Regions from separate parts of the Hordeum vulgare genome. Here region 1 is linked to region 2. The links are chromatin contacts, called in public Hi-C maps. All regions are on one chromosome and are shown on one strand. Each heading gives the region's core, a stretch centred on a gene start, on an enhancer-like site or on the middle of the called end of the contact. The rest is flanking DNA. Distances are from core to core; before and after follow the strand shown.

The links. A called contact is a pair of places that touch in the nucleus more often than the background predicts.
Region 1: a Hi-C map of seedling shows a contact between it and region 2, with 2.1 times the contacts expected there. The contact joins the promoter of LOC123440069 here to the promoter of LOC123440058 in region 2. A contact is called at or near these places in 1 of 6 Hi-C or Micro-C datasets (seedling) and 1 of 1 datasets of contacts at active chromatin or transcription factors (embryo).

Annotation. Positions count from the first base shown.
Region 1 is chr1H:395,555,070-395,560,871 of MorexV3_pseudomolecules_assembly, forward strand. It overlaps LOC123440069 (signal peptidase complex catalytic subunit SEC11A-like), which reads left to right and starts at 1,573. Exons shown (of 8, transcript XM_045116660.1): 1 at 1,573-1,762; 2 at 2,391-2,503; 3 at 3,059-3,130; 4 at 3,276-3,311; 5 at 3,416-3,461; 6 at 3,618-3,705; 7 at 3,802-3,859; 8 at 3,949-4,198. The coding sequence starts at 1,684. The coding sequence ends at 3,999.
Region 2 is chr1H:395,283,118-395,289,099 of MorexV3_pseudomolecules_assembly, forward strand. It overlaps LOC123440058 (DNA-directed RNA polymerases I and III subunit rpac1), which reads left to right and starts at 2,421. Exons shown (of 9, transcript XM_045116654.1): 1 at 2,421-2,688; 2 at 3,341-3,526; 3 at 3,636-3,765; 4 at 3,850-3,927; 5 at 4,465-4,646; 6 at 4,990-5,085; 7 at 5,177-5,270. The coding sequence starts at 2,602.

The DNA.
Region 1 (5,802 bases), core at 323-2,822, 270 kb after region 2:
GGCTCATAAGAAGGATCGGAGATGGTACAAGTACGAATGGAACCAGAATTGGCTCCCCAAAGAAGCATCCATGAGGCCAATTGCATGCCTCAACCCCAATCGGCCGGTGCTAGCGTCAGACCTAATTGACAGTACTTCTGCGAGATGGATGCAGGAGCTGGTAAACACAACCATTCTCCCCATTGATGCGGAAGTGATCCTAAACATTCCTTTGAGCACCCATTAGTACGATGATTATTGGGCTTGGTCCCAGGAAAAGAAGGGTGATTTCACGGTCAGGTCCTGTTATCGCATGCTCATAACAACAAAGTTTCGGCGGGAGGCTTGGCTAGAGGGCCGGGGGGCCCTGACGACAACATCAGGGAGGCGAAGGGCTGGGATACACTATGGCGAGTCCAGGTGCCTTCCAAGATCAAAGTTTTTCTCTGGCGACTTGCACAGATTTCACTTCCTACGGCAGACGTTCGACATCACCGGAATATGGCCCCCTCTCCGTGTTGTGCAATCTGCGGGGCCATCGACTCATGGCACCACTCTCTTCTATACTACACGATGGCTCGGTGTGTTTGGGCTTTGATAGAGCCAGATCTGCTCGAGCATATGCTAGCAACGGCTGAACCAGATGCGAAGTCATGGCTATTCAGTATCTTTTCTTCGGTCTCAACAAAGAAACTACTACGGATCACGGTAACCCTATGGGCGATCTGGACAACACGGAGGCGCTTGATCCACGAAGGAGACCACCAAAGTCCATTGGCGACACACTTTTTTGTCAGCAGGTACATTGCAGAGCTTGAAGCGATTAAAACAACGGCAATACCGCATGCTAGACAGCATATCACTAGGCCAGCGGAAGCAAGAAGATGGATCCACCACCGTCTGGATGTGCTAAGATCAACGTGGACGGAGCCGTTTGTAACAACCCTCCCATTGGAGCTGTCAGCGTTGTTTGCTGCGATGAAAAGGGATTGTACCTAGGGGCATCTGCATTAATGTTACATGGGCTCACTGATCCAAATATCCAAGCTTTGGGGAGGGACATGCTTCTTCAGAACATCACGGTCGCTTCGGACTGTCTTCAAGCAGTTAAGGACATTCATTCAGGCACAAACGGTATCACATCCCCAATCATCATAGAAATCAAGGAAGGAAGTATTGATTTTCAGATTATTTCTTTTGTTCACGAAGAACGACTTTCGAATATGGAAGCTCTTAGTTTAGCTAGATATGCTTTGCATTTAGGGAAGGGACGCCATGTTTGGTTCCTGCAACCCTTTGACACTCGTTTTATTCCTGTAATCCGTAATGTTTGATCAATAAAGCAAAGCAGTTTCCCCTTAAAAAAAAAACCAAAAATCCAAAATCTAGAATGGAAGCTACTTTACCTGGCCGTCCGATCCCAGTTCAACGAGCAGATATGGATTAGCTGACATGAACCGCGCGTCCGCACCGCAACGAGCTTGCTATCCGTCCGATATCTATCCAACGCGCTAAACCACGCCCTCTGACGTGTAGCGAGGCGCGTCGGGCCGGAGGCTAATATCCAGCGCCCGCGGGGTCCTGTCTGCAAAAAGTAGACGAAAAAACGCAGACCCTCTTTCTGTTCTAGTCCTCGCAACCCTGAGTTCTTCGCCGCCCCCTCCCCTCGGAAGAAGCTTCGCCGGGAGAGAGATCCCCGCCGAGATGGGGTTCATCGGCGACCAGGTGGAGTCGATCCGGTCGATGCAGGTCCGCCAGGTCCTCACGCAGATCATCAGCCTCGGTGACGCCTCTTTTGCCCTCCCATCTCTTCTTCGTCTCAGCGTATTCGATACTCCGTCTAGTGTTTATTTTTTTCTGAATGTATTTTCGGTTGCACCGTGCGCTGAAATCGGCGGGATTTACAGTTAGGGGTCTACCGTGTGGACCAGTTTGGGATTTGATCTGAAAGGCGCGCGGTTTGTGGTTTTTGCATGCCAGATTGCGGCAGTGAAGATCTAAAGAAAATATAATTTGGGATATGAAGGCTTTTGGGGGTCCATGATCTTGCCCTAAGAGCTTTGTTAAGTTCTTTTCTTGGAAGAATCACACGCACTGAAATGTACAGGGGCCACTCCGTTGATACTGGGATTTTCGGCCGTCTTGTTTTTACCCTACTTCTCCCTCCGTTCCGTTTGAACTGAAATCATGATAAGAATTATGGAACGGAGGGAGTACTGGCTAGATATTGCTTGTTGATTCTCCTTATACTTCTAAAAATTAGTTTATAATTTCGTAAGGTGTAGGGAAAGAAGGGAACATGACACCTCATTGTATTTGTTTGTTATGTTGGAGTTTTGCTGCTCTTAGATATTGTTAATTGTTGATAACAGTGTTCTCATAGAGGAATTTATGATTTTCCCCCATGGCAGGTATGATTGTTACCTCGGCATTGATCATATGGAAGGGATTGATGGTTGCGACAGGGAGCGAGTCGCCGGTTGTGGTGGTTCTTTCTGGTAGCATGGAGCCTGGATTTAAAAGGGTTTGTTGCCTACTTACGCACTGCAAGAATCCTTAGATTTTGTATATGTATCTGATTATTAGATGCTTGATGAGGACCATTTTAGATAGCCTCTAATGTCTAATGTGACTTAATCATCTGGGTTAGGCAGTAATTTCAATAGAACCCTTTCTAAGTGAAGGGACCGAGTCGAATTAGGGGGGTACCCAAGCGCACTCACAATTGAACATACGCATTTGGTTTTGTAATTTGCAGTTAATATCTGACCAATATGAAATACCGAAGTTGCATGTGCAACACATAAAGTGAATTATTTCCATGATTTTCTCAAAAGAATAAGAATATAATTGGCCTCCATTGGGTTGTAAGTGAAGGACTACGTATGGCCTTTAAGATCTTGGTCTAATTTATCCAAGTTTCGTTTTGAGATTACTGCCACCACCACTTGATGATCTGTATTGGTGCATGCCATGTTCTCAGTTTTCCATTCTTATTCCAGTGCCATTTTTGCGTTCTGTAGGCTAAAATGGGTGTCATCATCGTTTGTCCCTGTATCATTAATTATCTGTTTTGCAGGGTGATATTCTGTTTTTGCACATGAGCCAAGATCCTATCCGCACTGGAGAAATAGTTGTTTTTAATATTGATGTAAGTCCTACTTAATTATTGTACTTTGCAAGCCGTAAATTATTAGCTGGGTGATGAACTCATGATTTTGCCCTATATTCCATCATTGTGTGCTTGTATTTGATCTTCCAGACACTAAGTTTACATTTGGACATTTATTATGTAGGGCCGTGAAATTCCAATTGTTCACCGTGTGATTAAGGTAATAAAATTGTGAAGTCATCACATGACATCAATCATCATATCTATATTAGATGTGTATAACTCTTTTCTTGCTTGTTTTGAGTTTACTTTTTATCTGTATAGGTTCATGAACGCCAAGAAAGTGGAGAAGTTGATATCCTCACGAAAGGTATCTGTCATTCTTTGTTTGAGTGCCATAGGTTTTTCTTCAGTGATGTAATGCTATTTGTGCAATCCTGACAATAACAGTCAACAGTTAGCAATTTATAACTTGCATTGGGTGCCACTGCACTGCTGTATCTCAATTGATGATCTGCCTTTTCAGGTGATAATAATTTTGGGGATGACCGACTTTTGTATGCACAAGGGCAGCTTTGGCTTCAGAAGCATCACATTATGGGACGGGCTGTAGGGTGAGTGTCTTGGAACATTTGTATCACATTCACAGTTCTGCCTTCAAACTGGTGAAAAATAATTCAGCTGGCATTACCCTTTCGTTCTATGAACAGCTATCTACCATATGTTGGGTGGGTTACTATTGTGATGACTGAGAAGCCGATTATTAAGGTATGTCTATTCCATTTTAAGTACCGACGAGCCTATTCCTGAGTTGGAAGCACTTATGAAGTGCTAATATGTGATGCTTGTTGCTGCAGTACCTTCTGATTGGCGCGCTGGGCCTGCTGGTCATAACATCGAAAGAGTGAAGCTGTCAACCTTTGTGCATGGTTTGATCTTGTAGTGCAAATGTAATCGAGGGCAGAACAAGTTTTGTTGCGCCGTGTACCAACTGGACGATGTATTTTTATCTGTTCCTACAGTTGTCTCTGCCCAAAAGCCTAAACCCAGCTCTTATGCAACAGTCATCTTCTGATGGTCTTAGCTAATGACTTCGATCTTTCTTAACTAATGACTTCAGTCTTATTATTGCATTTGGGTAACATATTTCTCCAGGAAAAAGGAAATCAAATTCGCCGATGGTAAGAGGCGTTCTGTTAGGTCAAACTCCTTGTGGTTTGCAGCAATCTGGTTGTTCTTATTTCCGATTGAGCCTGGAATTTGGGAATTGGAACTGGAACTTGTAAATATCTGTTGTCTGTGTGCACATGCAAATATCTACTCAACTCTTGCAACCTATTACGGTTTCAGATTAACATGTCATGCCTCGCTGGACATTTGAAATTGCATCCTGATCAGGAGGATATAAAATAAAGCTGCACCCAGCTCTTCCAGTTCCTTCCACGGGGTGCAACTCTAACCGCATTTTTTTTCCTGTTTTTTGTCTTGGGTTTCTAAAGGCGTTCATTGTCTTGGGTTTCTTCAGGCGTTCATTTGGGCAAACGGCCTTCGTATCTCATCATCTTCTTTTAATAATTCACATCATTCATGCACCTGGCCTTCGTATCTCATCATATTCTTTTAATAATTCACATCATTCATGCACCTGTAACCTTTTTTTGCTCGCAGTCCTGTTTCAGATGTCGGTAGATGGGGAATAATTTGACTAGGGCAGAGGGAGGATTCGGGACAATATTTGACCAGTGCTGGGCTTGCGTTTCTGGTGATTGATAGGAATATAGGATAACACGCTGTGCGCGTTGAACATCAAGCACGTACTACTGTCTGATAAGCTACAACTGCCTCAAGTCTCAGAATCCGATTCCTCCCTCGGTCCGTACTTTGCCTATGTGTCGGAAAACTTGTGCCATTCGTGGCACGTGTTTCGACTTTGTCATTCTTTCGAGGTTATCTTCTCCAGCAGAAAAGGAGCCCAAAACAGCTCATACGCCCAAGAAGATACCATTCTGATCCACGTGCTCGTCAATTGGTATGCATGAAATAACTTATATGCCGATTAGACCCCTTCCCCTGAATTCTTCGACAATATAGGGAATACTCCATTTCAACTATGTTGTGTTTTATTTGACGAAAATGCCCAATGAAGCTCGGCCTCTATGGAGGCCGAATTTCAAATGATCAAAATTTAAATTTTTTGGTTTAGTACTTTTTTTTTTTAAAAGTGCACATATACTAGTGCACAAGTGTGTAAATTTTTAGCTCAAAACACGTTAAAATGGGTGCTACACAAAAATACACAAATCTGAGTTTATTTACTGGACGCACTATTCATCCTCAAAGTCCAAGAATTTTTCTTTTTTGCACATATCGCATTTAAAGGTATTTTATCCTGAAATTGTACACACATATATATCACATCCTTGTTTACTTGTGCAATTTTTGAAAAGTTTGATTTTTGATTTTTTTTTCAAAAGATTCGGCCTCCATGTAGGCCTCCAACACACCTCATTGTTTTTTTCTTGCATGAGAAACTTTCAATCTATTCATTTTCAATCATGACACTACAAAGAACACTAGAGGTAATAAAATTTACAACCATGTCCGTGGACCACCTAGTGACAACTTACAAACCAAAGGCGCGCCGTCATCATCGTCCCTCCCTCATTGAAGTCGGGCAAATTTTGTTGTGCTAGACGGTCGGGGAGTCGTCG
Region 2 (5,982 bases), core at 1,171-3,670:
TTTATCTTGGACGGAGAACAAAAAGGTACACTCAAATCTCTCACAAAACGATGGGTATGTTCAGAGATGTGTAGTCATTCCATGGGTTGCAAGGATCAAACGAAGCATGCTCCTTCTAGCGGTTCAATCATTGCTCAATATGTAAGCACATTTCCATTACTTTGAGCATTCTCATCAATCTGTGAATTTCTATTTTTTAGGACGAGATAGCTCAAGAAGGTGCAAACAAATGGCCATGTTGAAGGGCAAGCCGTTTTGCCTCCTATGTTGTTAGGATTTGTCGAAAGAGCATGAGAAGTGGAAGACAAGGTATGAGGACTACAATTCATAATCTATGAAGGCACCAATTCCTCTTTGGAGATGGACGATGATGGTGATAATGTTGATGGAGAGGAAGTGACAAATGTCCCTAGAAGTACCATTCTAACGTCTAGCATTGACTGACCCAAGGGGACGAAGAGAAGAAAGGAGGAGCTCAAGAAAGAAGAAAAGGTGGCCGCCATGAGAACAAGATCGATAAGTTGATGAGGGCAAGAAACGAGTACGCCGAGAAAAAGAAGCAATAAAAGCTTTAGTTGAAGGATAAAAAGAATGAAGAGATGAAGGCGAGATAGGAGGCTATACAATAGAGCAAACAACGTCGGCTAGATATCGAGAAGAAGATGATTCAACTTAAGTTGGAGATGGAGTGGAGTAGGTGGAGATGAAAGATGCCCGCCTACAGGACCTCAATCGGTTCATCACGATGTATCCGAGCACAATGAGAAGGCGCGAGATATCATCATACATTCGAGGGACCTCGAAGAAGAGCACAATACACATACCGTATGAGGAGGGGATGATGCACACTCCGGCAGAAGAGTTGGTGCACACAATGTCAAGGTGTTATTTGGACATGTCACTCGCTAATATTTTTGTTCTTGCAACTTCTCTAAAACCGTGTCCATGATTGCTTGATGCGCGAACAATTTATTTTTGAAAGGAATCTAAATGTTCAAATGAGAAAGCGGAAGAATAAAAATAAAGGCTGAGATATGACGACCTTGTTTTTGCGTGTAGTTTGGGCAGTCTCTACATTCATAGGAAGCATGCTCCATATACATTATGACAATCATAGATGTGACAACTATGCTAGAGTTGCTCCATCCAATGACAAACTGCATCCTCATTTTACACTCCAACAAGAACTGAAACTGTTGAACTAAACACAATTCGTGAATGAAATAAGGAAAAGCGTTAAAATCTACCGACTAATTTTTCTCCATTGTAAGTCACGTCCTCCGCGCGACACATATCGTTGTGGGCCCTCCCCGCTTCCCCTCCATCCAGCCTGCCTTATCTTCTTCCGCTCATGCTCCTCCACTAGTTCTCCTTCCTCTTCTTTTTCTTCCCCAATTCCATCTCTTTCTCCGTCGCTCTGCTTCCTGCCATGGCCCGGACCGCTGCGCTGCAGCGACGAAGGGGGTGATGACAATCGCTGGTGCTCCAGCCCACCTCACCACATCACGCAACCGCGGCGGCGCTGCAACGGGCGGAGGGTCGCGCGGCGGTGTTGCTGTGGAGCTTCACAAGCGACTGCCGCTGATGCGATGCAGCGCTCACTAGCGGCCCGGAGCTGCATTGCAGCGCTCGACGGCGGCTCGGAGCTGCGATGCAGCGCTCGATGCTACAATGGAGCTTCATCGATGGTTGCCCGTGCTGCGATGCAACTCCGCAGTGCTACAATGGAGCTTCACCGACGGCTGTCGGTGCTGCGATGCAGCGACCGCCGGTGGCCTGGAGCTGCGATGTAGCGTTCGGTGCTATAATGGAGCTTCACCGACGACTGCTCGTGCTGCGATGCAACTCCGCGGTGCTACAATGGAGCTTCACCGGCGGCTGCCAGCGCTGCGATGCAGCAGTCACCGGCGGCCCGGAGCTATAATTGAGCTTCACCGACGACGATGGGTGTTGCGATGGAGCGCCTCCACGCAAGGGGTTGGCGCTACAGTGAAGCGTCGCCAACGGTCGGTGGTGGAGCACTGCTGCGCTAATGGCGAGGGGGTGTGGCTCCAGCTGCAAGCCGTGCGACGGTACTTCCCACGGCGAGGCACTTCGGTTGCTCCGTCGCGACTGCGGTGATAGAAGGACGACCCGGCGCGGTGACCAGATTCAATGGATGACGAGCGACGGATCTGTCGGGCCAGGACCCGACTGATTTCTCGGTTGATCCGTAGTAGCCGCCATGAAATAATTAGGATGCAAGACGAGGGGTACAACAGCCGTTGGATGAAGATTGTATGGTGGATGGTGATGCTAATCCGCTTACAGGAAGGCCAGGCAGCACGGGATGCATGGCCCACCAAGACAGCTCTCAGGGCAGCTGACACCGGGGCCCACGGAGCGAGCACAGAAGGGTTTTAGTACTTCCCTGTATAGAAGAAGAGAAGAACCCCCCTGTCGCCGCCGCCGCCGCCGCGCCCAGCAAGCTTGCATCAGCCTCTATCTCATCCCCACTTCCTAGACGCCTCGTGCCCTCGTCCTCTCCCATCTCCGGCTGCCCCGCCGCCACGAGGCCACGACCGCCGCCCCCTCCCCCCAGCCTCGCTCACTCCCGCGGGGATGGAAAACCCCGGTGGATCCTCGTTGCCAGCCTTTCTTGAGCTCCAGCGCACCCGTGTTCTCTGCAAGGCCGATGCCCCCACTCATGTATCCATCTATTCCCTACCCCGTTCTTTTGCTTCTTTACATCTTAGTACTTCTCATACCCTTTTTTTGCCGCGTGCAGTGTTTTATGCGCTTAAATTGTTTGTGGTGACAAATCATGTCCTCTGCAGTGTAGACTTCTTATTTAGTAACCTAATTTCCCATGGAAACATAGTCGTTCTCTCTTAGCATCTACAGTGATTGGCCAATTATTAGAATATTGAAATGGATGCGATTTTGGTTTCAAGCACCGTTTTGATGTGCTATTTTGCTGCTGTTAAAAAGGCTTGAACATGTACTCTTAAATATCAACTCGTTTCAAAAAAAAATAATAATAAAAAAATATCAATGCTTGTTTACTTATGCTCGGTTTAGGACTTCAATTAGAAAAAGGTTGGTACAGTGAGGCATTTACTTGGGAATTTGGTTGCAAACCAAAATCATCTTTTGTCAGTTTTGCAATGTTTATATATAATGTCATAATTGTCCAATTATACTGGCAAAATGTTGCTACTTTAAGAAAAGATTGAGGATTTATCATCTCCATATCGTTTTTGAAGCAATTTCTTTCTGTTTAATTATTGAAGGTTGTTGTATGATTATGTGGATACCTCATATATTAATTTTGTATGTCTTCTCTTATATGTTTCAAAAGACAGAAGGGTTTCAATACTCGGGTGCTTTTGCTGCTATGGGAGTTGATACTAGTGTCTCGGTCGAGAAGTTCTGCAGTAACTTCAAAATCGAGATAAATCGACTTACAGAGGAGGATATGGAGTTTGATATGATTGGTGTTGATGCATCAATAGCTAATGCTTTCCGGAGAATACTCATTTCAGAGGTATGCATATTGTCGTCATCTGCTCCATCTCGATAACTCTTGGTATTCCAATAAGTCTCCTGTTTAATATTTAAGCGTTATATATTCATTGTGTAATGTTAATCCATAGGTTCCTACAATGGCCATTGAGAAAGTTTTCATGGTTGACAATACCTCAGTTATAGCAGATGAGGTCCTTTCACACCGACTAGGCCTTATTCCACTTGATGCTGATCCAAGGCTTTTTGAGTATATCTCTGGTCAGTGCCATAAATTTTTGTAGTTTCACATTCATAAATGGGGTTGGTATCCAGCTTATGCTCTTCTTTTATTTTCTTTTGTAGATGATGTCCCAAATGAAAGGAACACTATTGTGTACAAACTGCATGTTTCATGTGAAAAGGGTTCACAAAGGCTTACAGGTATATTCTTTGCCTGCAAGTTGGACCCTAGTGAAGTGTCCAATCATCCTACAATTTTCTTATTGGGAACTTTGCCCTTCAAACGAATATCATCAACAAATTATTTCTTCATCTATAATCAGCCCCAGCTTATTCTTCTGTATCATTTTTTTGGAACTAAATGCATACATGCCTTTACTTTTTGAATATTTTGTGTACAACCTGCACCTAAGCAAACCTATTTTGCTGATATGTATTATGGAATGAGGATTCAAATAGGGGATAATTGGTTCTTGGTACTGTACTTCTGCTTATGTCCATTCCTGTAACATTGTTCGACTTAAAAGTCAAGCAGCGCCCAATCTCGTAATCTATTATCTTAATCAATCATCAATAAGTTACTTTGCTAACTAACTGTATCTTATGTCAATGATTAATTAGACATTTCAGTTTGGTTAGCTTGTTGTTCCTCTATACTGTTAGCATTATCCAATTTATTCACGTGATATGGCTGGGCTTTAGCAGTATACAATTGCTTACAGCTTTCTTGACTTGCAGTTAAGTCTGGTCAATTGGAGTGGTTGCCAGAAGGTAGCCAATTAACCATGGCATCTCCTGCGCAATCTGGGGACAATCAGAGGACCTACACATCCTTTGGTCAAAGCCAACAGAATACCTCTGAAAGGCCCCTTGGTGTGAAGTATAAAGACATAACAATTGCCAGGCTTGGGCCAGGACAGGTTATTTTGTTACTAATAGTTATATTGCTTGGTACCATTAGCTGGTAGCTCTATCTTATGTCCTTTTGTTCATGGTATTTGGTTTGAAGTGTTTTCTTCAGTCCACATGGTACAAGAGAAAGCTTTAACACAGTCAATTCAGAGTTGTAACCTGCTTTGCTGTCATTTAGCTGAATAACCTTGTGTCGTGATTTAAATAATCAAGCCTAAGTTTATGTGAGTCAGTGTATGCCTAATAGAATTTTTTGATGCTACTTTAAAATTCTTGTACGCATTTTCAGGGAGTGCCGTTTGTGTTAAAAGCCAACCATCATGTGTTCTAATGGTTTTTGTTCTATTTCAGGCTATTGAGCTTGAGGCACATGCTGTTAAGGGAGTGGGGAAAGTTCATGCGAAGTGGTCTCCAGTTGCTACAGCCTGGTACAGGATGCTCCCTGAGGTAAGATTCTTGTTATGACATTTCGAGTAATTAAATGTCAAGTAACTGCAAAATGTTTGACTCCATTGCTGATTGTTGTATTATCATGTAGGTTGTTCTTCTCAAAGAAATTAAAGATGGTGATGCGGAGGAGCTAGTGAAAAAATGCCCAGTTAATGTTTTTGACATTGAAGACCTGGGAAACGGTAACTTGTCTTTGGCTTCCTATTTTGAGAGGCTGAGAAGTTTTAGCAGCTGTGGATGTGCTTGTTTATTGACTGTTGTATCTGAGTATTGTAGCAAGGGAGGGGTTTGTCAATCCTAGTAACACCAAGTCTACCAGATCATCGTTTTGTCATATCGCCTAAATTTTACTACTGTAGTATTTATTTACAAATAAGAAGTCCTAGGCCTAGTTTCATTTCCATTGAAAATGGAAGATCTAACCAACTGCAGTTATCAGTTTGATCTGTTTATACCACCACTACCCTGAAGATGGACACAACCTCCATGACTACTAGATCATTACAGCCTAGTTCTTCCAAGGTCACCACATCTACCTTGAGCGTTTCCTTTCCTATGGTGCCCACAGTAGGCAAGCATTCCATTGTTGCTACAAATAGCCATCATAGCAGGTGCAGGTGACAAGGTGATATGGTCTCTCAGTTCTTCCAGGCTAACACATCTCCCTTGAGCATTTCCTTTCCTATGGTGCCAGCTATCTTTCTATAACTACATTGACGTCTCCAAAGTCCCAATAAGTTGTAACGCATAGCCCCAGCACAACAATCTCTTGACACTTGACCCTGTCTCTATCTCTATCATGATACCTGCATCCGGAAGCAGCAATCTTTGGGAATAGTGAATAATTTCTCAGTTTCCATGCAAATTGCATCACTGCTGAAGAAATAATATCGA